7 separate regions of the Mus musculus genome follow, and all the other regions are linked to region 1. A link is a contact called in public HiChIP or PLAC-seq and promoter capture Hi-C data. All regions are on one chromosome and are shown on one strand. The core of a region is the stretch at or near the end of the contact, and the rest is flanking DNA. Distances in the headings are between cores, read along the strand shown. Region 1 holds the start of Phkg2 (phosphorylase kinase, gamma 2 (testis)). Region 2 holds the start of Nupr1 (nuclear protein transcription regulator 1). Region 3 holds the start of Sult1a1 (sulfotransferase family 1A, phenol-preferring, member 1). Region 4 holds the start of Tial1 (Tia1 cytotoxic granule-associated RNA binding protein-like 1). Region 5 has its middle 13 kb from the start of Mapk3. Region 6 holds the start of Gdpd3 (glycerophosphodiester phosphodiesterase domain containing 3). Region 7 holds the start of Tlcd3b (TLC domain containing 3B).

Region 1 (2,969 bases), core at 251-2,750:
CTTGGAGTTCTGCTTGGCCTTGTTCCTGCTGGGCAAGCATTCAATAGCTAAGCTCTATCCCAAGTCCTGCTGTCATCTTTAAAATATGTTCTAGTCAAGTATAATGAACATGCAGTAAACCCCACCTACTTAAAGTCTGTGAGTTAAATGGAATATCGGGAGGCTCAGGTTGTGATTCCTGACACATTATTGTTGTCCTTGGTCATTTCCCAAAGATCCCTGGTTCCTTTGTTTGCAACCAAGAGAAATCAGCATTTAGACTTTATACTAGCTTCTGTTTTGGGGGTCCTTTTAGAAATCAATACTGGAAAATATAAAATTATTTTTTAATCTGTTTTTCACCATTGCCCAAATTTTACCTGTAGTTCTTCCTCTAGTTCCAGATTTCATATTCTCATAGGAAGACTCTTCGGTTCCTAATTATATGAATACATTATTTTGACTAATTTCAGAATAATTATCCCCTGTGTACCAACAACAAACCTACTTAGGAAAGTTCAAAACTATTTTTGCAAGTTGTTAAAGTTAAGCTTGATGAGGAAAGGCTCTACAGTGACAGAAAGCAAAAACACTAAATTACTTGGTTTCCTTATAGAAAAAGCTGTTAGAAAATCATGCTGTAATCTAGGCGTCCTGAGCCTTAAATCCCAGCACTCAAACTGACTGATCTTTGGAGTTCCACCCCAGCCTGGGATACACAACGAATCCCTGACTAACAAGGGCTACATAGTGAGACACCGTCTAAAAAAACAAAAATTATCATTTCTCTTTTGCTGGACTGTAACCTTGAGGATTTGCTTTTTTCTTTGCTGTTACTCCAGAACCTTGGTTTTAGGATATGTCTGGCTTTGGAATTACTCTAGGCAGGACCTTAACAACCTTGTGTACTTAATGCAGGAGGGTCTGGGAGCAAGACGGTAGGAGTCTGTGACCCCAGGATGATGGACACTATCCTGAAAGCTCTAGTCAGGACCAAACGGCCAAGCTGCATATGCATTTTGTTTTGTTGTGTTTCTCAAAACAGTTTCTCTGTATAAACAGCCCTGCCGGTCCTGGAACTCACTTTGTAGACCATGCTGGCCTCCATCTCAAGAGATCCATCTGCCTGCCTCGCCTCCTAGTGCTGGGATTAAGCGTGCATGACCACACTTGTCTACACGCAGGTTTCCACAAAAAAAGGAATTTTGGAACAGGCTCTTACTATAATAAATGAGGATTCCAGAAGGAAACTAAAAGGGCCTTGTCCGAGGGCACGGTGAGGTAGTGCGGAGACATCACATTTCCGGTAACCTAACTTCCGTGTCTCTTTACAGACCAGCAGCACCAGGAGAGAAAAGCAAGTGCTACATGTTGATTGGCTGTTTTTCAGGCTCCTCCTCATGGTGGAGACCTTTTGGGGACTTCTAGCGCCAACGGCCTTGTCCGCCCTGGAATCCCGTCTTCCTATTGGACTGCCATTTTCCAATCGGAGGGTTTCTAATCCCTAGTTCTCAAACAGCAGGGGCCATTGGCTGCAATGATGGGGGCGGTGCCTTAGGTCGCTGTGGGAGCCTTACAGGTTAAAGCAAAGGAACAAACATAAACCAAGCAGCTGAGGGTCTTTGCGCAGGTTAGACTGTTCCCTCCTCACCCCCCTCCCCCCACCCTCCCTTCCCCCTCCCCGCTCGCACGGGTCATCCTGCTCGAGACCCCCGCGCCCCTCCCAGTGGACGCCAAGTGCGCTTGCGCGGTAACAGCCGCCCGCACTTGTGCCATTTCCCCCTTCTTCCGAGCCACCTTTCCCCCCTCCCGCCCTTCCCTATCCTCTTCCCTGCCCTGCTTCCCTCCCTCCCCCCTAGGCCCTTCGTTGTGGTCTCCCCGGTCCTGATCCTTCCCCTACCCCACCCCCAACCCCCAGGACCCTGGCGCCCCAGCCGCAGGTGCTGCGCCCCCGGGAGCCACGATGTGCATCCTCTCAGAACCTGTGGGCCTCCTTGCCCTCACTGCCCTCCGTTTCCTCCTCCCAGGCCCCCACATCCCTCAGAATGACGTTGGACGTGGGGCCGGAGGATGAACTCCCTGACTGGGCTGCGGCCAAAGAGTTTTACCAGAAGTACGACCCTAAGGACATCATTGGCAGGTGAGCCTTCACAGCTGAAGCATACACCGGCCCAGTGTAGTCAGCTCCCAGCCAGGAAATAAGGCTTCCTTCTGAAGACTGGATAGTTAGGAAGTGGACAGTGGAAAACAGTTAGTGACTTGGCTAGTATTCCGAGTTAACCCGCATTTTTTCCTCTATTCATCTATATTGTCAACAATTGTTTGTGGTCCAGACAACGGGAAGGTAGAAAATACCCATCACGTGAGCATTTCAAAGGTATCTAGTTCGAGAAGTAGGGGTCTGTAGAAAAGATGCTTGGAGCTGGGCGGTGGTGGTGAATGCTTTTGATCCCAGCAGAGGCAGGTGAATCTCTGTTGAGTTGACACCAGCCTGGTTTACAGAGGAAGTTCAAGGACAGCCAGGACTACACAGAGAAACCCTGTCGGGGAGGGGAGCAGGGATTGCTACTGTGATCGCCACCACAGATGCTTTATGGTTTAGTTTCAGAAGCATAGTGTATTGGTTATGTTGTGTTAAGCACCAAGAACACCGGGTGAGGGAGTGACAGAACAGGAACCCTGAGGAAGTTTCTGTCTTGGAAATGTTTCTATCTTTACATAATGAAAAAAAGATAAAGGTCGAAAGGAGCGTTAGGGGAAAAAATAAGTAGGCAGTAGGATTCAATCAACGGGGTCTCCACAGAGGAGGGGCTTTAGGAGACTTCTAAGAAAATGACAGGAGGGTTGGGGGAGGGGTGTTTGGTTGTTCATGGTGCTGGGGATTAAACTCAGGGCCCCATCCTAAGAGACAGTGCTTTACTACAGAGCCACATTCTCAGCTCCGAGGACTTGAGCTGAGACATAAAGTGTGAGAATAGGCTGGGGGGGGG
Region 2 (2,969 bases), core at 341-2,840, 950 kb before region 1:
TTTTTCGAGACAGGTTTCTCTGTATAGCCCTGGCTGTCCTGGAACTCACTTCTTAGACCAGGCTGTCCTTGAACTCAGAAATCCATCTGCCTCTGCCTCCCAAGTGCTGGGATTAAAGGCGTGTGCCACCACTGTCCGGCCAACACTATTTTTTTCATTTATTGATATGCCAATGTGTTTGCATGCATGTGCGCACATGCGTATTCTCGTGTGCTACTTTGAGCATATGGAAGTCGGTGGACATTGGGGGCACAGAGGTCCTTGTACTCAAGAGAAGCACTAAGAACCAGAAGTTTTAATCATGCCGTGTGTCTCCTCAATGCAGGAGATAAAGTCAAATACCTGCATTCCACTCAGAAATCTGAGAGTGGATTTTGTTAACAACCTGGTGAGCTTTTGGCTCTGTGTGGAGTCAGACCTCCCCAGCTTTTGCTATAGAAGCCGACCTCACTCAAGTTCTCCAGAATGATAATCCCAGACTCTCCCCTCCCTAGACCATTACCCACTCTTAGGAGAGATGTCACATCTGCCTGATGACCTCCATGCTATTGGTCAGAGACCACTCTAGATTCTAGGCCTTTAGCTCTAGAACCCACCCTCATGGAGTTTCAGTGTAGTCACACCTCAAGCTTTATTGTGCTCCTGGAATTGAACTGATGGACCTGACTGTTGCCTAGAAACCTCTTCCCAAATTGTACTGTGTTTTAAATATGCTGACAGTGAACCGCCTGGCGTTAGATGCCCTGAAATCTGATCCAAGCTGATGGAATTCGGTCTGAATGGGGTTTTCATTCTTATCACTTCCCTGCCTGGACATCTATCTGCAGGGCTCCCTGGGAACACAGCTTGCAGTTGGTTCTCTCCCCTTTCATCACTCGAGTCCCAGAGATCAAGCACAGGTTGTCCTGCTTGCCTGCAAGAGCCTCTACCTGCAGCGCCATCTCACCAGGACCAGCTTTTGGCTCCCCGCTTCCCGCTCGGCACACTTAGGCCCGGCTCTCCCGACTCACCTCCAGCTCCGTCTCAGCGCCAGGCTTTTTTCCTTTCAGAGTTCTGGAACTTGGTCAGCAGCTTCCTCTCATGCCCGCCAGGGCTAGGGCGGTTGGTATTGGCAGCAGCTTCTCTCTTGGTCCGACCTTTCCGACCTCCCCCGACTGGTGGAGCAGGAGGTAGAGGAGGTGTGTGAGGTTAGGACAGGCATATAAATGGCCAGAGTGGGGCGGTCACGTCTTCACGTCTGAAGCACTCTATCCTTGCTGTTTACTCAAGTATAGAATGAGAGATGCTCACTTGTGAGTTCTTGGGGCTAAGGGAGACAGAACTCAGTAGATGAGACTAGAAGGGGTTACTTGGGAGTTGGGAATAGATTAGCTAGGAAAGGTAAACCGGGGTACCCAGTGAGAAGCAGATGGGCTGACCAAGGAGCTACCACGAAAACCTTACCGACACAGGGATGGGCCAGGCTGTACTGATCATATTCATCCAGGATTCCATCTTCATCCTCTAGGTTTAGAGGTTGCTGGGAAGGGTTGGCTGTTGGTGGCAAGGTGGCCATTATGCCTAGTCTGCTCTCTCCAAAGTCTTGCCTGTGTCTCCTTGTCTGAATGTCTGCCCTCTCCCAGTTTCTCACCCTACTTATAACGCTGTCTCCTCCCTAAACCACGGGGTTGGCCCCCGCCCTCCAAGCCCTGTCTGATGCAATCTGGCCCTTTCCCAGAACTGGGCCCATAGACAGCAGTCCTGAGCAGAGAGGAGCACCCTCCCCTCCCTCCTCCCTCACAGGACTCACCCAAGCACAGCTGTGTTTTTCCACGTGGAAAGCTCTCGCCTCAGGGGCGGAGGAAGCAGACAGGATCTGGGCACAGTCTTTGGGATATTGGCCAGGGAGAGCAGAGGGCCTCAGATAGGCCAGTCCTTCCTATCATTTCAGCCTCTGCCACAAGCCCCTCCTGGGCCTGGGTCATAGTTAGACAGACAGACAGACAGACAGACAGACACACACACACACACACACACACACACACACACACACACTGTAGTCTGGTTCAGATTCAGGAGGTAGTGGCAGCATACATACTGAAAAGGGAGGGAGGAGGGACACTGACCCACTTCTTGCTTGGTCAGCAGTTCCTGTCACACCCAAGGCTTCTATTTTTGTGAAAAGTCCCCTTCAACAGAGTCCCCAGGGACTTCTTCCTCATGCAAGATGGAGGATAGCTAGCTGGTAGAGACAGCAAATACCCTGGATTCCACACTCTGATTCCTGATCCACCTCCCTCTACCTTTCTTTCTGACAGAATCCTTCTATGGAGCCCAGGTTAGCCCTTGAACTTGCAATTCTCTGGCCTCCTCATCCTAAATGCTGGGATCACAAGTCAGCTCAGATCCAGTGTTTCCTGCTGTGTGACCTTGGACACGTCACTTTCCCTCTCTGATTGCTTCAGGTTCCCCCTTTAACAGAGGATAACTCTATCTGGCTCTGTTGGTGAGAGGTTGCAGACTCATGAGGCCTGGAAAACCTTCACAAGCGGGAACAGTGTAAGGATTAGTCACAACTTCCCATGGGTTCCCATACAGTGCCCTTGCCTTGACCCTCCCCCCTCAAAAAAAAAAAGGGTGGAGAAAAGGAATTTAAAATAAAATATTGTGTGTTGGCAAGATGACTCAATGGGTAAAGTACTTGCCACCAAGCCTGACAACCTGAGTTTATCGGTTTCCAGGACCCATACAGTATGGGAGAGAAAAATGTCCCATAAATTGTCCTCTGACCCTCACATTCCTATCCATGTACACACACAATAAATACGTGTGACTTCTAAAATTTAAATAATATATTGAGGGCAGAATGAAATAAACAGGTATTTGTGCTTTGATACCCCCTGCCTTGTTTTTTAGGCAGTCTCACTGTTTTAGCTGTGGCTGGCTAAGAACTTGCTCTGTAGGCCAGATTTGAGTCTAGTGTTGAACTC
Region 3 (2,969 bases), core at 319-2,818, 900 kb before region 1:
CTATGATGACCCCCAAAAGGCCCCTTGCATCCTCTCACCCCCCCCTTCCATTCCTTCTTTCTTTTTCTCTGTCTTTTTGAGTGAGACATGGTCTTGGACTTGCTGTGTAGCCAGTTGCCCCCAGTCCTTCTGCCTCTACTTCCCACATGCTGAAAAGCACTACCATAACTGGGGTTTTCTGTTAGTTGGTTGGTTTTACCTTGATCTTTTGATCCAGCAGACTCTGAGGGAGTAAGGACAAGGGCAGATGTGTCTTAATGATCCGTGGGGCTGGTGTCTCTTTCAGAGTTTCAAGACCTAAGTTGAACAAGGAACTTTGTTAAACTGGGGCCCGGTCCTACCTTTTTCCACTTGTCTCTAGCACCCCCATGCACATACCTGGGGGGACCCCTGGGCAGCTGAACTCAAGGAAGGGTATCCGGGCATAGACGGGGGCCCGGCCACACTTATCTAGCTTGCCACCCTGATAGATCATATCCATGATCTCACTCATCCAGGTAGTACCTGGAAAGGGAGGAGCAAGAGGTGAGCGAGGCTCAGAGTCTTGACCTGCTTACCAAAGTGTGTGTGTGGTGGGGACCACTGCTCGCTCACCAGACTTTGGGTACGTGCTGATGAGCACATCATCAGGCCAGGCTGTGAAGTTCTGCAGTTGCTCCATTGTCTCCGCAAAGTATTTGATGAGTGGGATTCCCTTCACAGGCACCAGTGGTTTACGCAAGGGCTCCATGTTGCTGCATTGAGAACAGAGTAAAACCCACTTCTCTAGCAAGTCCACAGTACCATGTGTTAAATGATTTAAGACGGGGATCCTGGGGCTTTGGCAGAGCCCCCCAAAGTGGCAGGTAGATCTGGGATCAAAGGCAAATCTATCTCCACCAAAAGTCACCACTGTGCTATGTCTGATCACCTGTGGAACATTGTTCCATGTCCCTAGTGCCCAAGCATACATAGTCCAGGCATTAAAACACTCTGAGGTAGAATCAGTCCAATGTGTGCTGTTTCCTAGGATATTCCAGCTCATACATGAGAAAACGGCAGGCACCAGCCGAGTCTTCACTACTTCCTAGTGCAGCTTCAGGCCATGGCCTCTCTCTATTTTTTTCCCCTTGAACTTCCTGTTATCTTCAGAAATGCCTCAGCCCATCTAGAACTGATATCCTATTTTGCTCTGAGACAAATATAACCAATTTAGCTATTAAGCTTGTTGCAAGGTAGGGAGAAACTTTCTACTAAAATAAAAAGGATTCTAAAACAAGCCAGAGCGGAGGGGAACTCAGACAAACCACAGTTGCTCTTCTGAGGTGGGGTATGCATGGAGAAAGTAGAGAGGCTAGAGGCCCAGGCAGCAGTCAGGCAGACTAATCAAAGTGTAAGGACTAGCTGGCACTTGAAGAGCAGTGGAACCAGTATCTGGGCAGGACAAGGTGGCCACCCCACTCTGCCACTCACCTGGGGTTCTGAGCCATGCCTCCCTCGGTGCTCAGTGGTAGGGATCTTTGTGTAGGCTTTGCAATGTGGGGAATGCAGAATTGGTCTTTGAGCTGGAGATTTTGTGTCCCAAGTGGGAGGAAGTGGAAACAGTGCTAGGACTGGCTGTTCTCCAGAAACAAAAAGGGGAGGAGGTGGAGTAGGGCAGGGTTCTGTTAACCATACTGTGGACTGTGGGTTTAGCCTGTTCAAAACAAAACAAAACACCAATCAGGCCACAGCATGGACAGTGGGTTTCTTTTGCTCTGCTTCTGACTCCTTCCTAACTTACCTAAACTTAAGGTAGAACAATGGGACTTTTCTAATTAACCCACTCTGGCATAGGGAAGAAAGTAGCCAGATGGGGACACCTGCTGGCTCCAAGCCAGTCTTGAGGACACCTTGGGCTTCGATCAGAGCAACCACAGCGATGCCTGGAACCTCTGACGTCAGGGAAAGTCCAGAATGATGGGAAGGAGCAAGGTCAAGGAACTAGAGGTGCAACAGAGTTGGAGGGGTGTTCATGGGAGTGTGAGTCTAAAGGCCCTGGAAGGTGCCCCTGCCTTCATGGCTCTAGTCTACCTCATCCAATACCACACGTGACTGGTGGAGATCAGTCCCTAGAAAGATTTTCACCCTCTGCAAAGACAAGAGGCTGCAGCTGGGAGAGACACACCTCCAGGAGTGAGGAGTGCCCCCTTGACCTCTGTCTGCTGTTGGAGTGAAGATGCAATATCAAGCTGCACTGGGGCTGCAGAGGCTCCTGTACCACAGCTGTGCACCTCCTGACCCTTACAGAGTTGTCATCTCAGAGGAGAGCTGTGCAAAGCTGGGCATCAGGACAAGACTTCCCATTTCTCTAGAGGAAATTGTGTTTGTTTGAGACTATGTAGACTGATGACAGGACCACTCCGAGGTGTGACTGAGGGGAGGATTTTATTGTAGATGCTAGGGAGAGTTCAGCCATAGTGATCTGGAAGAGTCCAGAGAGAAAGAAGTGGACTGAATATGACCAGAAAACTGGACTTGGCCATGAGAAGTGGGTTTGGGCATGGGATAGCAAGAGATGAAGACAAAGACGAGGACTTGGAGAGTGGGGTTGGGGGATGCGTAGCTGAGATAGCTGGGTTATAGGACAGTGAGAAGCTGGTAGAAAGGGAGCCTCTGGGCCAGGGGAGCGAGAGGAGCCAAGATGCCAGCATGCCTTTTAGTGTGCTAATAGGTACCACAGATCTGTTCCTTCTGCCAGAATAAGGGAATGGCTCCTTTAGTAGAGGAGAACTGCTTCGAGAGATCCTAAAGAATGCTGGCTTTGGAACTGACAGAGACAAGGTCTCATACTGGATCCTAGGCTGACTAGGAATTCACCATGTAATCCAGGGTAGACTTGATCTTGTGGCAATTCTGCTCCAGCATGTCAAGGGCTAAGATTGCAGGTATGAATGTATATATTCATATATTATGTCATCTTTTTTCTTGTGGGTGGGCGTTCGGATCCA
Region 4 (2,969 bases), core at 159-2,658, 890 kb after region 1:
TTGGAAGATGCGATTCATTCATTAGATTGGGCTTCAGGTGAAACCCGACAGCTATACCGCGAAAAATAGCACTCAAAAGACAGGTAACAAATAGCGGGAGCAGTCATCCTTTTATCCAACTCCGATGGTCCGGACGCACAAACGGATTAGGAAGCGGCATCACTAACTGAGCGAAAGGAGTTTAACTGGTTGTCAGGTTGGCGCAGTAAGCGCTCAAAGTAAACTTCGTTATCCAAGGGACAGAGGTGGTGCACGGTGGCGAAAAGCAATCACTTTGGCACTTCAAAAGCAGCAGGCGCTAGGCGGGTGTTTCTGACAGCGTGGGGCACGTGGGGCAGAAAGAGACAAGGGGCTCCTCTGGTTAAAGAGTGGTAGACTGGGGAGAAGGACTCGGAGCGACTGAGGCTGAGGACGTGGACTGCTGAGGACGTGGACTGAGGCTAAACGTTCAAGCCAAAGGATGCAGTAGTGGTCCCACCCCCGCCAAGCCCTGCCCCCGTAGGGACCCACAGCTCCTGGCTCAGCCCGGAGCCCCCAAAGCACAGGGGGAACAGTAGCTCTCCCGCGCCTGACAGCCTCAGCCGTGCACAAGCCCAGCCAAGCAAGAGTGTGCAAAAGAAGGGGTCGGGAGGAAAAAGTCGAGACAAGCCCTAGACCCTAGGAAGTGACTGTGTTTGGGGGGGAAGGGAGGGCTTCCTTCTCTGGGAAGGGGGACAGATGAGGAATGCACTTCACAGCCGCGCCACCGCGACGCCCGGCTCTCCGCTTCTAGTCCCGGGCTCCTGCTCTCCCTTCCTCCCTCCGCTTCCCGCAGTGCCCGGGCCACTCGGTGCCTGGCACCCCGGGTCTCGGGTACTCACAGAGTCCGGGGCTGTCCGTCGTCTTCCATCATGGTGGGTGCGACGGAGTGATCCCGGGACAAGGGGGAGGGCAGGGCTGGGGAGGGGAGGGGGCGGGAAGGAAGGGGAGGGGGGCTCCGGGCGCCGGCTGGGGACAGAGGAAAAGGTACTGAACCCCGCTCTCGGGTCCGCTCCCCCCAGCCCGCTCCGGACACTGCGCTCCAACCAGGAGGAGCAGGAGGAGGAGGAGGATGAACAAAATGGCCGCCACCACCAGCCAGGCAGGAAACGCGGCAGGGCGCAGGCGCGGCCCGCCAGGTCACTGCTCAGGCCAGCTGCGACGGCCTGTCCGGCAAAAGTAGCTAAAGAGACAGAAAGCCCGGCCAAAGAGTACACCCTGCGACTGGACACGACGGAGCACGTTGTCGCTGTGGGCCTGCTGGCCAGTCAAGACCTATCCGGGTCCAAGAGAGACCCAACACAGAGAGAAAAGCCGCGAAACCAAGTCTCCGGGAATTGCGGTCCCGGGAAAGTGGGGGAAGCCCTTCTCCAGTGGCCTTCTGGGAACTGTAGTTCAAGGCAGACCCTGCGCCTGCCGGAGCGCGAAGGAGAGATTTCTGGGTAGTGTAGTCGTACGTGAGGACGTGCCGCGACTAAGTAGTCGGCGTGCCGGGATAGAGCGAGGAATAAAAGGCGGGCGGCCGAAATAGAGAGGAGCTGTCCGGGAAGTAAACTACAAATCCCAGAGTGCCTCGCGCCGGGGCCCGCCCCAGGATCGCTCTTAGCATCTTAAGGCTCTTCTGTTGGTCCAGTGTGAGCTTCTGCTCCGCCTCCGTCCAGCCCCAGAGCGGTTTCTTCAACTGCAGATCAGGCGGTGTGCTGGCTCCGCGTGGTTCTCCCGTCAGCCGGCCTTGCCCGCCTCTACTCTCAGAACTGCTGGTCCGTGTTCAACAACCGACGCCTCACGCGACGGGCAAAAGAGTGGCAACTCTGAACCCGGAGAGATGTAGCGGACATCGGGCAACACCAGATCCAGCCTTGTCTTTGAGCACGTGTTCTAACCAGATAGGCCTTTCTAGACTATACCGCTTGTAACTTGCTTTACAAGTTCCACAAGGATCGCTACCCATTATCTCATCGGATTAGTGGGTAAGGCTGCAAAAGAGCAGCCCCTCATTCAAATGGCTTGTACCGCTCTTTCAAATCCCTACTTAAAACTTAAATATTCGCGTGGTGGCGCACAGTGCTACTGAACAGGAGGATAATGGATTTAAGGCCAGCCTAGAAATAGATACCAAGACCTTATCAAAAACTAATAATCAGTGAAAACAGCAAAGAGGCTCAACGACCAGGTCTCATGCCAAAACAGTCTGGAGTTCGGTATTGGAGGACACGGGCTGCTAGTATTGAGATGCTAAAGCAAGAGAGGAGATAGAATCATGACAATCTACTGGATGTACACCACATTTGTGGCTGAGGCCCCTAGGGGTCAGACGAAGGGATGGCATTCCCTGCCTGAGACTGGAGTTAACAGTGGTTGTGAGCTGCATATGAGTGCTGAGAACCAAACTGGAAGCCACTGTAAGTGTGCTCTTAACCAGCTCTCCCGTGCCCCCAGCTGCACACTGTCTCATTGAAGGAGAGAAAAGGTCTGGTGGCCAACAGAGAGCTTTGGGGTAGCTTATAGATCTGCTTAGCTGCATACTGAAACCCTACCTGAATTTACAGGTACAGTGGGAGATTGGAGGCTGCTTCTCCATGAGCCTAGGAAGGAGAGAGTAAGTCTGAACGAGAAACGGATTATATCCCAAAGTGAAAAAGGAAAGAGCAACTGGGCGTGGTGGCGCACGCCTTTGATCCCAGCACTTGGGAGGCAGAGGCAGGCGAATTTCTGAGTTCGAGGCCAGCGTGGTCTACAGAATGAGTTCCAGGACAGCCAAGGCTATACACAGCAAATCCTATCTCGAAAAAGCCAAAAAAAAAAAAAATTAATTTTTTTTTTAAAAAAGGAAAGGAAAGAACTTCAGAGAGCTTCAGAAATCTACACAAGTGAAACAAAGGGGTCAGAAAAAAAAATAGGGAAGGGAAGAGGTGGGGAAGGCACCAAGCTCAGCCTCAGCCATACAGTTC
Region 5 (2,969 bases), core at 228-2,727, 830 kb before region 1:
GAGGAGAACAGGAGAAAGAAATAGAGTAGCGACAGCCACTGTGCAGCTGCTGACACAGCCTTGCAGGACAGGACCTTACGGGCTCTATGGGCTACAGTCCCACCCTTCAGTTGCCCGGATCACAGGTGTATGAGTGAGGAAGCCGGATTGGAAGTGGATCTCACCCCAGCTGCAGAGCTCTTACTGTTACTTGGGGCTTCAGTGGTCCCAGCTGAGGCTGGGGGTGAGGCAAAGTGTAGTGTTTCTGTTCTGTTCTTTCTAAGCTCCACCCACAGAAAGAACCAAGGCGCACCAGGAGTGTTGTTTTATGCTATGAAATGTGGGGATTTTGTTTTGTTTTGTTTCTACTTCTGTTTCTCTATGTAGACCACACCGTATCCTTCTGCCTCAGCCTGTAATGGAGTGCTGAGATTAGAAGTATGCATTGGCTTATTTGTTTCTGAGATGGGGTTTCCCTATGTAGCCCAGGCTGTGCACACGCTTGCCTCCCCAGTGCCAGGATGCAGGCATACACCAGCACACATGCTTTATGGTGGGGTTTTGTACAGAGATGGATAACTAAACTAAATGCTATGGGGAAAGTGTGTAGTTGTATATTAATGTACATAGAGTAAACCAGAGAACGTCTGTAACTCTTAGAATACTACATTGGGGCTGGTGAGATGGCTCAGCGGTTAAGAGCGCCGACTGCTCTTCCAAAGGTCCTGAGTTCAAATCCCAGCAACCACATGGTGGCTCACAACCATCCATAACGAAATCTGATGCCACTCTTCTGGAGTGTCTGAAGGCAGCTACAGAGTACTTACATGTAATAAATATATACATAAATAAATTTTTAAAAAAAGAATACTACATTGATCAAAGGACACTAAGTTAATTATGACCCTGTTCCAATGTTGTACTAATATATATATACATACACACACATATATGTATACATACATATATATATTATATATATATATATATATATATATATATATATACATACACACATATATTTCAAGACTATCCAATGAGAAAAGCAAAATGTCTCTCTCTCATCCTTTAGGATATTGATGGAGATGCCACAGGAAGAGGGCTTCAAGGGATTAAAGGAGCAGACAGGAAATCCTCTGATTAAAAAGAAGTTGGGCATAATGGCACCAGTCCCAGCACTGGTGAAGAAGAAGCAGGAGATCACAAGTTCAAGACCACCCCAGGCTGCAGAGCAAGACCTTGCCTTGAAAGAAGGTGGAGAAGGTCAGAGAATTGGCTCAACAGGTAAGGGCTCTGTGGACAAGCTTGAGGACCCACGGTCAATATCTGGACCCTATGGAACAGAAGGAAAGAACTGATCTCCACTTGTGCACATGCAGCACACACACGCACATGCAGCACACACACGCGCACGCGCACACACACACTCGGCTGCTCTAACGTGTACAGACAGCATTGGGATGGCTGCAAGTGGACTGAGCTGAGATTACAAAACCAGCAGCGAAAAGGCCACAGCTATATTTGGAAGAAGGAAGAGACCGACGCAGTGCCTAGGGTGGGTGGTGTAACAGCAGCGGCAGATGACCAAGAGGAAGCAGAGCTTCACTACTTTCATCTTGTTTGTCTTTGCATCCAGAAGAAGATGCTCAGGGTTAAAATGACTTAAGGTTGCAGTTAGGGGCTGGAGTCGATGGCAAAGGGGTGGCGAAGCAGCTGCTGGGATGATGTTTGAAGAAAGGAGGAAGAGGAGGAGAGCAAACTAACAACAGAGAGAAAGAGAGAGGGAGAGAGAGAGAGAGAGTAGTCATGAGGAAATGAAATCCTCGGGGAGGAGGAGAAGGGCTCTAACTCCATCAAGGAGGTCTAGACCACAGACTTGGATCCCGTTCTCCCTCTAGAGTCCAACAGAAGCTGTGTGCAGCCTTGCAGTCATTGTAGACAACTGTTGAGTGAGCGGTTTGAAAAAAAGAACATACTGCAAATGATCAATGCCGTTCTACCTTGCGCTTGTAAATGATCTGGAATGAGTTAGCCGTGAATTCTGGCATCAGTCTCCCTGTGGCCGTCTGCGTGCAGGGCAGGAACAGCAGGAAGTTGCATGAACTAAGTGAAGTTCCCTTCCCTGTCCCCCCACCGCAGCATTACCATACTGCTGACAGGGAACCTCTGGGCCTTTGTTTGCTTTGGGCCTTGATCTCAGAAAGTGACAAAGTCCTTTGGGAAATTCAGATGACACAAGGAAACTCGAGCCACGGTTGGTGGCTACCCAACAGTTTCAACATCAGCCAAGCAAGTGTGGTGCTGCACACCTGTAATGCTGGCACCTAAGGGGCAGAGGCAGGGAAGCTGGACATTGAGAGCTAGCTTGGACTACATAGGGAGACTTGATTTCAAAACCTACCATAGAAGCTGGGCCTGCGGCCACAGGCCTGTAATTCCAGCTACCCGGGAAACGGAGTAAAGAGAAACACAGCTTCCAAGCCAGCCTGGACTCAGGGCTACGCAAGAGAATTCTGGGTGATTTATCAGGCCCTGTCTCAAAACACAACTGTGAGGGTCAGGAGTTCAAAGGCATCCTCAGCAACATAGCAAGTTCAAGACTAGCTTTGAGGACTAGAAAAAAACAGAAACACTAGAATAATCGGGCAGGGCACGGTGGCTTATCCTTTAATCCCAGCACTTGGCAGAGGAATGAGAATCTGAGTTTGAGGCAAGCCTGGACTACATAGTGAGTTCAAGGCTAGCCAAAGGCACATAGAAAGACCCTGTCTCAAAAAAAAAAAAAGATTCTAAACTAAGCTTTATAGAGTCAGCAAAAATATCAGAATAAAGACCTACAGGCCTATGGGAATTCATTCCTTAATAAAAGTAATAGGGAAAAAAAAAAAGCTGGAATCAACTTTCAAACTAAAAGTCAGCCAGACTTAAACAACTTGTTTAAGAAGGTTAGCTGAGGCCCTGAAGAGAGGGCTCAGCAGTTAAGAGCACTG
Region 6 (2,969 bases), core at 240-2,739, 810 kb before region 1:
GCTGTCCAGTCTGGGTGCTGCTGCATCATCTCTGCATATCCACATGTGGTAACAACAAAGGGCCAGGGTCATGTATGAGCGAGCATCCTCCAGCCCATCCGGATGAGAGATCCGCCCCTTATGAGCAGCCACTCCAGGCCTTGCCAGAGTATATCATGATGCTTTGAGAGGAGCCTATAATCACAGTAGCACTTGGTGGCTGCTCTTGTTAGCTGCAGATAAGGAAGCCAAGACCCACAGAACTTGACAGTTCAAAGACGCTGGGGTCAGGGCTCACCCCGCTGACCATTCCTTTCTGTCCGTTTCTTCCTTCAGGTCCTGCTCCTACCTGCTCCTTCTCTGCAGATTGTTAGAAAGTGAACTTTGCTCAACCCAGACCCCGGCAGCCCAGGCTGGACCAAGGGTGGGCCTGGCCACCTTCTCTCACTTTGCTGGGGTCTCCTGCTTCAAGCAGGCTTCTCCCACTCCAATCCCCTGCCCCATCTCCCCATAGCCTGAGTGATGAGGTGGCCCCAGAGCTGATCTCTGCTGCTGTGTCTTTATCTACCCTTGCTAGCCCCGGCTCTGGTAGACCGTTCTGGAATGGAGGGGCTATGATCGTCCTAGGACCTGTGCTACGGAGGGGTGGAGGGCACTGAGTAGGGCTCTGCCCTATTCATCTTGTTGGAACCCCACCCCATTTTCCCTGACAGAACATTCCTAAGTCTCAAGGGCTAGTTTCCCTGAGGAGCCCAGGCCTAACCCTCTCTCTCTCAAGCTGCCACATGTAACGCCCTTGCTGCTTCTGTGTGTGGGTGATTGGATGTGGGGGTGGGGCCCGTGGAGAGCCGGTGCCCCTCCCCATCTCCCCGTGCCTGTATCTAATATATAAATATAGAGATGTGTATATGGATGAGCCTGCCTCTGTCTGTGTATGTCGACGCGACCCCAGCATACCGCACTCACAACTGCCCCCTGCCTCCAGCTGTGGCTTTACATGGCCCTGGTAGTCTTTGGCTCCAGCTGGCCAGGGATGAGGTTGGGTTCTAAGGAGTGTCAGTCTCTGGGAAGGGGTCAGTTTCCCTTTAGTCACTGTCTTCCCTAACAACTTCCTGTTTAACTGCTTGGAGTGAGTTGGGGTGACTCAGGGGTACCTTACACACCCCCAAATTCCCGGGAAGTGGCAAATGTGTAATAAGTTACAGATCCTGTCCACAAACACCTATGGGAGGCAGAAAGATCTAAACACTAGGGGGTGGGGCTGCTTAACCCCCCCCCCCACATGGTCAAGAACAAAAGGGGGTGCTGGGATCTGTGAAAGGTCTCTGGACATGGAACCCAGGGCTGCCTGCCTCAGTTCCTGTGCCTGGCCCCAGCTCTGGGCCATACTGCAGTCTGGCCACGTTCCAGCAGCACCCAGCAGGCTCAGCAGGTCCATGGGCGTGGCGCTGCCCGGTGGAGGAGCCAGCCTACACTGGCTGAGCAGGCAGGCTCGGCCCCGGGCATCAGAGCCCTTTGGGACAGGGAAGGCTGTGCTTTTGACAGAAGCCTGCCGTGGAGCGAGGCTATGATCCCTCTCCTGTACTTTGTTCTGCCCACCCTGGGCAGTTACGTCATGCTCTCCATCTTCTTCCTGCGCCGACCTCATCTGCTGCACACGCCGCGGGCTCCCGTCTTCCCTATCCGCCTGGCTGCCCACCGTGGAGGTGAGCTGAGTCAGGGAGGTGGAAGGGCTGGAATCCATGTAGGGTGGAGTGAGCCTAACAAGACAGGTGTCAGGGTGGGCAGCCCATCCTCAAGGTGCAAGGCATGATTGAATGTTAAAAAGAGCGAGGAAAGGAGAGTCTTGGGGCCTAGAGGGCATGTGGCAGGGAAGGAGAGGCCAGTTCAACTGATTGGAAGAGAGGAAGCCTAAAGCAAGTGGGAGACCGTCAGGAAGAAAGGTAAGCAGGAAGGTCAAGCTAGGTCCCGGGGATCCACCCAAACTGCTTTCCACAGGGTCTGGGGAGCGACTGGAGAACACCATGGAAGCAGTAGAGAAGTGAGTCCAAGCCCCATCAAGTTCCATGTGAGGTTGTGGGGTTGTGGGCTGTGCTCTGCAGGACAACCAGGAGTGCTACTTACTCGCTTCATAAACTGGGTATCTGGAAGTCCTTGGAACTGTGGAACTGGCCACATGTCCCACCATAAATTCTGTGCCAATATTTCCCCTCCACTACATGCCCTGGTCCTTCCTGTGTCCTTTTCCCCCACCAACCTTTGCTCCCATAGTTCCATGGCCCAGCGAGCAGATCTCTTGGAATTTGACTGCCAGCTCACCCGGGATGGCGTGGTGGTAGTGTCACACGACAAGAACCTGTCCCGCCAGTCAGGCCTAAATAAGGATGTGAACACCCTGGACTTTGAGGTGAGTTTTGCAGCCCCTCACACTGAGAGCTGCATCACTTTCACGCGTGTACCCTGATGATGCTTCTCTGCTCTCCACAGGAGCTGCCCCTCTACAAGGAAGAGTTGGAAATTTACTTCTCACCAGGTAGGATGCGTGTAGCCACCCTTGAGCTGCCTAGCCATCTTCTTATATACTCTCATTAACACGCCCCCACCCCCAGCCTGTTTATCCTACTCTGACCCCAGTTTTTGTGACACCCCTCACCCCTGCCCAGGCCATTTTGCCCACGGGTCAGACCGGCACATGATTAGTTTGGAGGATGTATTCCAGAAATTTCCAAGGACTCCCATGTGCTTGGAGGTCAAAGAAAGAAATGAAGAACTCATTCACAAGGTAGTACTATAGCCCGGCAGCTGAGGGCAGGCCTCAGAAAGGCCTGGTTTCCTTTATACCACTTCTCTCCATCCTAGGTAGCCAACCTGACTAGGCGCTTTGACCGGAATGAGATTACTATTTGGGCTGCAGAGAAAAGCTCAGTCATGAAGAGATGCAGGGCTGCTGTGAGTCCCTCTTTCTCTGCCATGGGGTTAGAGGCCACCGC
Region 7 (2,969 bases), core at 211-2,710, 750 kb before region 1:
CAACCCCTAGAAGACTTAAGAAGCATTGACATAAACCATGCTCAGTCTGTAGTAAGACCTGGGAAAGTGGACCTCTTCCCCTGTGGTTTCCAGGTCTACGAAGGTCTCTAATAGTAGCCCCAACTCCTGCGGGTGTCAAGACTTCCCTCAGCCACTCCCACAGACTGCCACTAGAGGGCAGCACAAAATAGCGAATTGGCCCCTTCCTCTAGGGCGCAGAGGGAGTAGGCTGTGGGCTGGAAAGGTCAGTTGTCAGTAGATAAGTAGGCTCATCTCAGGGTCAGTGAGAAACTCAAGCTACAGTGAGGTGTCAGTCCCCATGATATACAAGTCTGAAGGACAGATGGGTTTGGGAAAGGCCAGGCTCTAAGAGGCCATGTGAGAGTGAGCATTAGTAGTTGTGTGCTAGGCCTAAATTACCCTGGCCAAAGCACGGGGCTGCTCTTCCCCTTGGATTAAAGGAGGAAGTTGAGTCAGCCAGCCACCAGGCTCTTCTGTGTAAGCAGGACTGTTCTGAGGAGTGGCCGAGGACAGGGAACCAAGGCAACAAGGAAAAGGGGACTCCAGGAGGCCATTGGCCTGAGGGAGGGGCCCCGGCTTCCATAACTCCACTGGGTTTTCCAGGCAGCAAGCACCCTCTGCTCTTCAAGCCCACCTTCTAACCCTCTCTCCCAGGCGAGCACTTCCTCTGTCGCCCAAGCTGGCTACCAGGAGTGATCCTCCTGCTCCTGGAGTGCCACCAGGTCTACATGACTGCTTCCTGTCTCCCAGTGCCCTGGTGCTAGCCATCAAAGCCATGCTGGAGGGCTCTGACAGCCAGCCATCTCTTCCCACTTAGCTCTGTTCCTGTCACATCTTAACTTTCTGATCTTGGGGAACCTTGGCTCCCACCTCAGGGCTATCCCCTGACCTCTGAAGAGCATAGGAGCATAGATTTCCCCCTGGGCTGTCACAATAGTGAGCCACACTCCTGAGGGAGTGACTCGTTGTGGTGCGAGTCGGAGTGCAAGCGAGGTGACTGATGTAGTTTCCACTCCCTCTGACTGGAGAGGCGGACGGGCGGGGTGGAGGGGGCTGTGGGTCTGAAGGACACCGTGAAATGGCTTGTTCCTATCTGTGCCTTCAGGGAACACACCATCTACTCAGGCTGCTTTCTTCAGGAAATCTTCTTGGCTGGAGTGAGCACCCCTAAGCTGAGATCCCTGCAGGCCACTGAGGGACACCCATTTATGTTTATAAGCACCAGCAGAAGGAAATGCCAGACATTTTTAAAGTGCTGACAGGAAAGGCGGCTCAGTACTCCTGCTAGGTGGAGGTGTCCGGGGGGGGGGGGGGGTTTAAGAGAAGAGCCATCCTTTCCCTAAGCCCTTGTCCCCAGCAGCCCCCTGCACTGCAGCTCCTGTCTCTTTAAGGGCCTCCCCCTCCCTCTTTCCTTGTCCCCCCCCATCTCTGTCGCAGCCGCTGCTGTGGCTCAGAGCTGCATGGGAGACAACGCTGCTGCAGGTCCGGTTTCTTGGTGTCTGGTCGGTGCCATCATTTCCCTCCCCCTCTCCCACCCTCCCCAAGCTGGTGGCTTCCCCTCCCCCTCCCCCTCCTCACAGAGGGGGCAGGGGGCTGGGCACCAACTCTATAATGCCATGTGCGGTGTCTGCACAGGGCAGCGGGGCTCTAGCGGCAGCAGCAGGAGGAGGTGGTAGCCTGTGGTGGCGGGAGAGCGGTGTTGACTGGTGACCGCTTGCCCAGCTGCGCCTCCGCTCCGCTCCGCTCCGTCCTTTCCTCCCTCCCTTTTTTCAGGGCTGGCACCACCGTCCCCCACCCCGCCTCCTTGGGCCCTCCCAGCCTCTCCACGTAAGCCCCCCCCCCACCTGCCGCGGTTCTCCCTCCCCTCCCCCACTGCATCTTCCTCCTCCTGTCCCCTCTCCCTCTTGGTCCTCTCATCAAGTCCTCCCTTGGTAGTCTCTCCCCATCCTCTCACCAGCGCTCTGTCGTCCCCCCCCCCCCCCCGCCACCTAGCTAGCCCTTTCTTTCTGTGTCCCCAATCTCATTGAAGTCCCTTTCTCCCTTGCCCTGAACTGGTCCTCTTGTCCCATCCTGTCCCCGCCCTGGCCCCTTTGTGCCTCCCCCTCCCTCTTTCTCTCTCCCTTTCTGGCTTGGCAATCCCTTCTTCACCTCCAACTCCCTCCCTCAATTTGGCCTTCCTGTCCCTTCTGGACCCTCTGGTCTCCCTGCCCGGGTTCAAGTCACCATGCTTACCCCAATGGTGGCTGGGGGGGTGGTGTTCCCCGGACTCTTCCTCCTATCCAAGAACACGCTCCAGAGGCTGCCCCAGCTGCGCTGGGAGGAGGCCGACGCAGTCATTGTCTCCGCCAGGTAAATGGCATGCCTTCCCCGAGAGTTCAGCCCCTCTCTCTCCAACAGGCTTCATGGGGAAGGGACCCCAGCACGCCCCTGGGCTCAGTAGTGGTGGGTAGGTTACATCCAAGCTTCCTTCCCTCCTTGGACCTCATTGAAACCCAGCCATCTGGACTACTATTGAGCTTGAGCTTGCTTCCCTTAGCACCTTCCTATCCTCCCTCTAAAGCAGGGCAGCATGTGACTAAACAGTCCCACAAGACACCCAGGAGCAAGCCAAGGGGCAAGACTGTGTTTTTCAGGGCTAGTGTTTGGGGGTCAAGGTGTAGAAAAGTAGACAGTGAAACTTGTATATCTCTAGAATAGGGCCGCCAGGAAGAGGGCCATGGTAAGAATCAGGAAAATAGTGGGAAAGTGTGTGTGTGGGGGGGGGGGGGGCTGGGGTCACTGGGGCCAGTGACTCTAAGTATGAGCCTCATGGTGTCTGGGTGCAGGGACAACTGGGACTCCCTTAGCCCTCATGGGTCCCTTCCCTCCCTCCCCAGGGAGAGAGAGCTCACTGTTAGGCACTGGCTCACCTCAGGACGCCTCCCTGGTGTCCTGGGAAGAAGATGATT

What was found. Promoter capture Hi-C pulls out the DNA fragments that hold promoters and counts their contacts. HiChIP or PLAC-seq counts read pairs in DNA pulled down with a chosen protein or histone mark.
Region 2: a contact with region 1 is called in a promoter capture Hi-C map of liver, with 5 times the contacts expected there. The contact joins the promoter of Nupr1 here to the promoter of Phkg2 in region 1. A contact is called at or near these places in 3 of 39 promoter capture datasets (liver, neutrophils and pre-B cells) and 1 of 115 datasets of contacts at active chromatin or transcription factors (pancreatic cancer cells).
Region 3: an H3K27ac HiChIP or PLAC-seq map of microglia shows a contact between it and region 1, with 6 times the contacts expected there. The contact joins the promoter of Sult1a1 here to the promoter of Phkg2 in region 1. A contact is called at or near these places in 6 of 39 promoter capture datasets (the C10 cell line, hippocampal neurons, liver and 2 more), 1 of 115 datasets of contacts at active chromatin or transcription factors (microglia) and 1 of 9 other capture datasets (liver).
Region 4: a contact with region 1 is called in a promoter capture Hi-C map of liver, with 4 times the contacts expected there. The contact joins the promoter of Tial1 here to the promoter of Phkg2 in region 1. A contact is called at or near these places in 2 of 39 promoter capture datasets (liver and pre-B cells).
Region 5: a contact with region 1 is called in a promoter capture Hi-C map of liver, with 4 times the contacts expected there. The contact joins the enhancer-like site here to the promoter of Phkg2 in region 1. A contact is called at or near these places in 4 of 39 promoter capture datasets (the C10 cell line, hippocampal neurons, liver and 1 more), 1 of 484 Hi-C or Micro-C datasets (B cells) and 1 of 115 datasets of contacts at active chromatin or transcription factors (embryonic forebrain).
Region 6: a contact with region 1 is called in a FOXA1 HiChIP or PLAC-seq map of pancreatic cancer cells. The contact joins the promoter of Gdpd3 here to the promoter of Phkg2 in region 1. A contact is called at or near these places in 1 of 39 promoter capture datasets (neural stem cells), 1 of 484 Hi-C or Micro-C datasets (B cells), 2 of 115 datasets of contacts at active chromatin or transcription factors (embryonic forebrain and pancreatic cancer cells) and 1 of 9 other capture datasets (liver).
Region 7: a contact with region 1 is called in a promoter capture Hi-C map of the SN4741 cell line, with 4 times the contacts expected there. The contact joins the promoter of Tlcd3b here to the promoter of Phkg2 in region 1. A contact is called at or near these places in 7 of 39 promoter capture datasets (the C10 cell line, the SN4741 cell line, fetal liver and 3 more), 2 of 115 datasets of contacts at active chromatin or transcription factors (large pre-B cells and microglia) and 1 of 9 other capture datasets (liver).

Annotation. Positions count from the first base shown.
Region 1 is chr7:127,571,848-127,574,816 of GRCm38.p6, forward strand. Phkg2 (phosphorylase kinase, gamma 2 (testis)) reads left to right here and starts at 1,501. Exons shown (of 10, transcript NM_026888.3): 1 at 1,501-1,609; 2 at 2,007-2,119. The coding sequence starts at 2,025.
Region 2 is chr7:126,623,880-126,626,848 of GRCm38.p6, forward strand. Nupr1 (nuclear protein transcription regulator 1) reads right to left here and starts at 1,591. Exons shown (of 3, transcript NM_019738.1): 1 at 1,444-1,591; 2 at 1,011-1,154. The coding sequence starts at 1,555. The coding sequence ends at 1,024. All of the region lies in intron 1 of Gm39087 (a long non-coding RNA gene), which reads left to right.
Region 3 is chr7:126,674,850-126,677,818 of GRCm38.p6, forward strand. It overlaps Sult1a1 (sulfotransferase family 1A, phenol-preferring, member 1), which reads right to left and starts at 1,569. Exons shown (of 8, transcript NM_133670.2): 1 at 1,453-1,569; 2 at 595-734; 3 at 379-504; 4 at 200-297. The coding sequence starts at 1,469.
Region 4 is chr7:128,460,265-128,463,233 of GRCm38.p6, forward strand. Tial1 (Tia1 cytotoxic granule-associated RNA binding protein-like 1) reads right to left here and starts at 1,409. Exons shown (of 12, transcript NM_001347640.1): 1 at 861-1,409. The coding sequence starts at 892. Gm32816 (a long non-coding RNA gene) reads left to right here and starts at 1,456. Exons shown (of 4, transcript XR_378509.4): 1 at 1,456-1,988.
Region 5 is chr7:126,744,809-126,747,777 of GRCm38.p6, forward strand. No RefSeq gene overlaps it. Among named protein-coding and RNA genes, the nearest start is that of Mapk3, 13 kb to the right of the region's middle. Within about 2 kb of position 1,478, at least 99 of the 459 cell types and tissues checked have an H3K27ac peak or open chromatin away from gene starts, as enhancers often do. A contact at or near this core is called in liver and pre-B cells, where this site is marked.
Region 6 is chr7:126,764,925-126,767,893 of GRCm38.p6, forward strand. Gdpd3 (glycerophosphodiester phosphodiesterase domain containing 3) reads left to right here and starts at 1,490. Exons shown (of 10, transcript NM_024228.2): 1 at 1,490-1,685; 2 at 1,978-2,020; 3 at 2,251-2,386; 4 at 2,467-2,512; 5 at 2,643-2,761; 6 at 2,839-2,928. The coding sequence starts at 1,547. Mapk3 (mitogen-activated protein kinase 3) reads left to right here. Exons shown (of 9, transcript NM_011952.2): 9 at 316-892.
Region 7 is chr7:126,821,843-126,824,811 of GRCm38.p6, forward strand. Tlcd3b (TLC domain containing 3B) reads left to right here and starts at 1,461. Exons shown (of 5, transcript NM_029978.1): 1 at 1,461-2,370. The coding sequence starts at 2,246.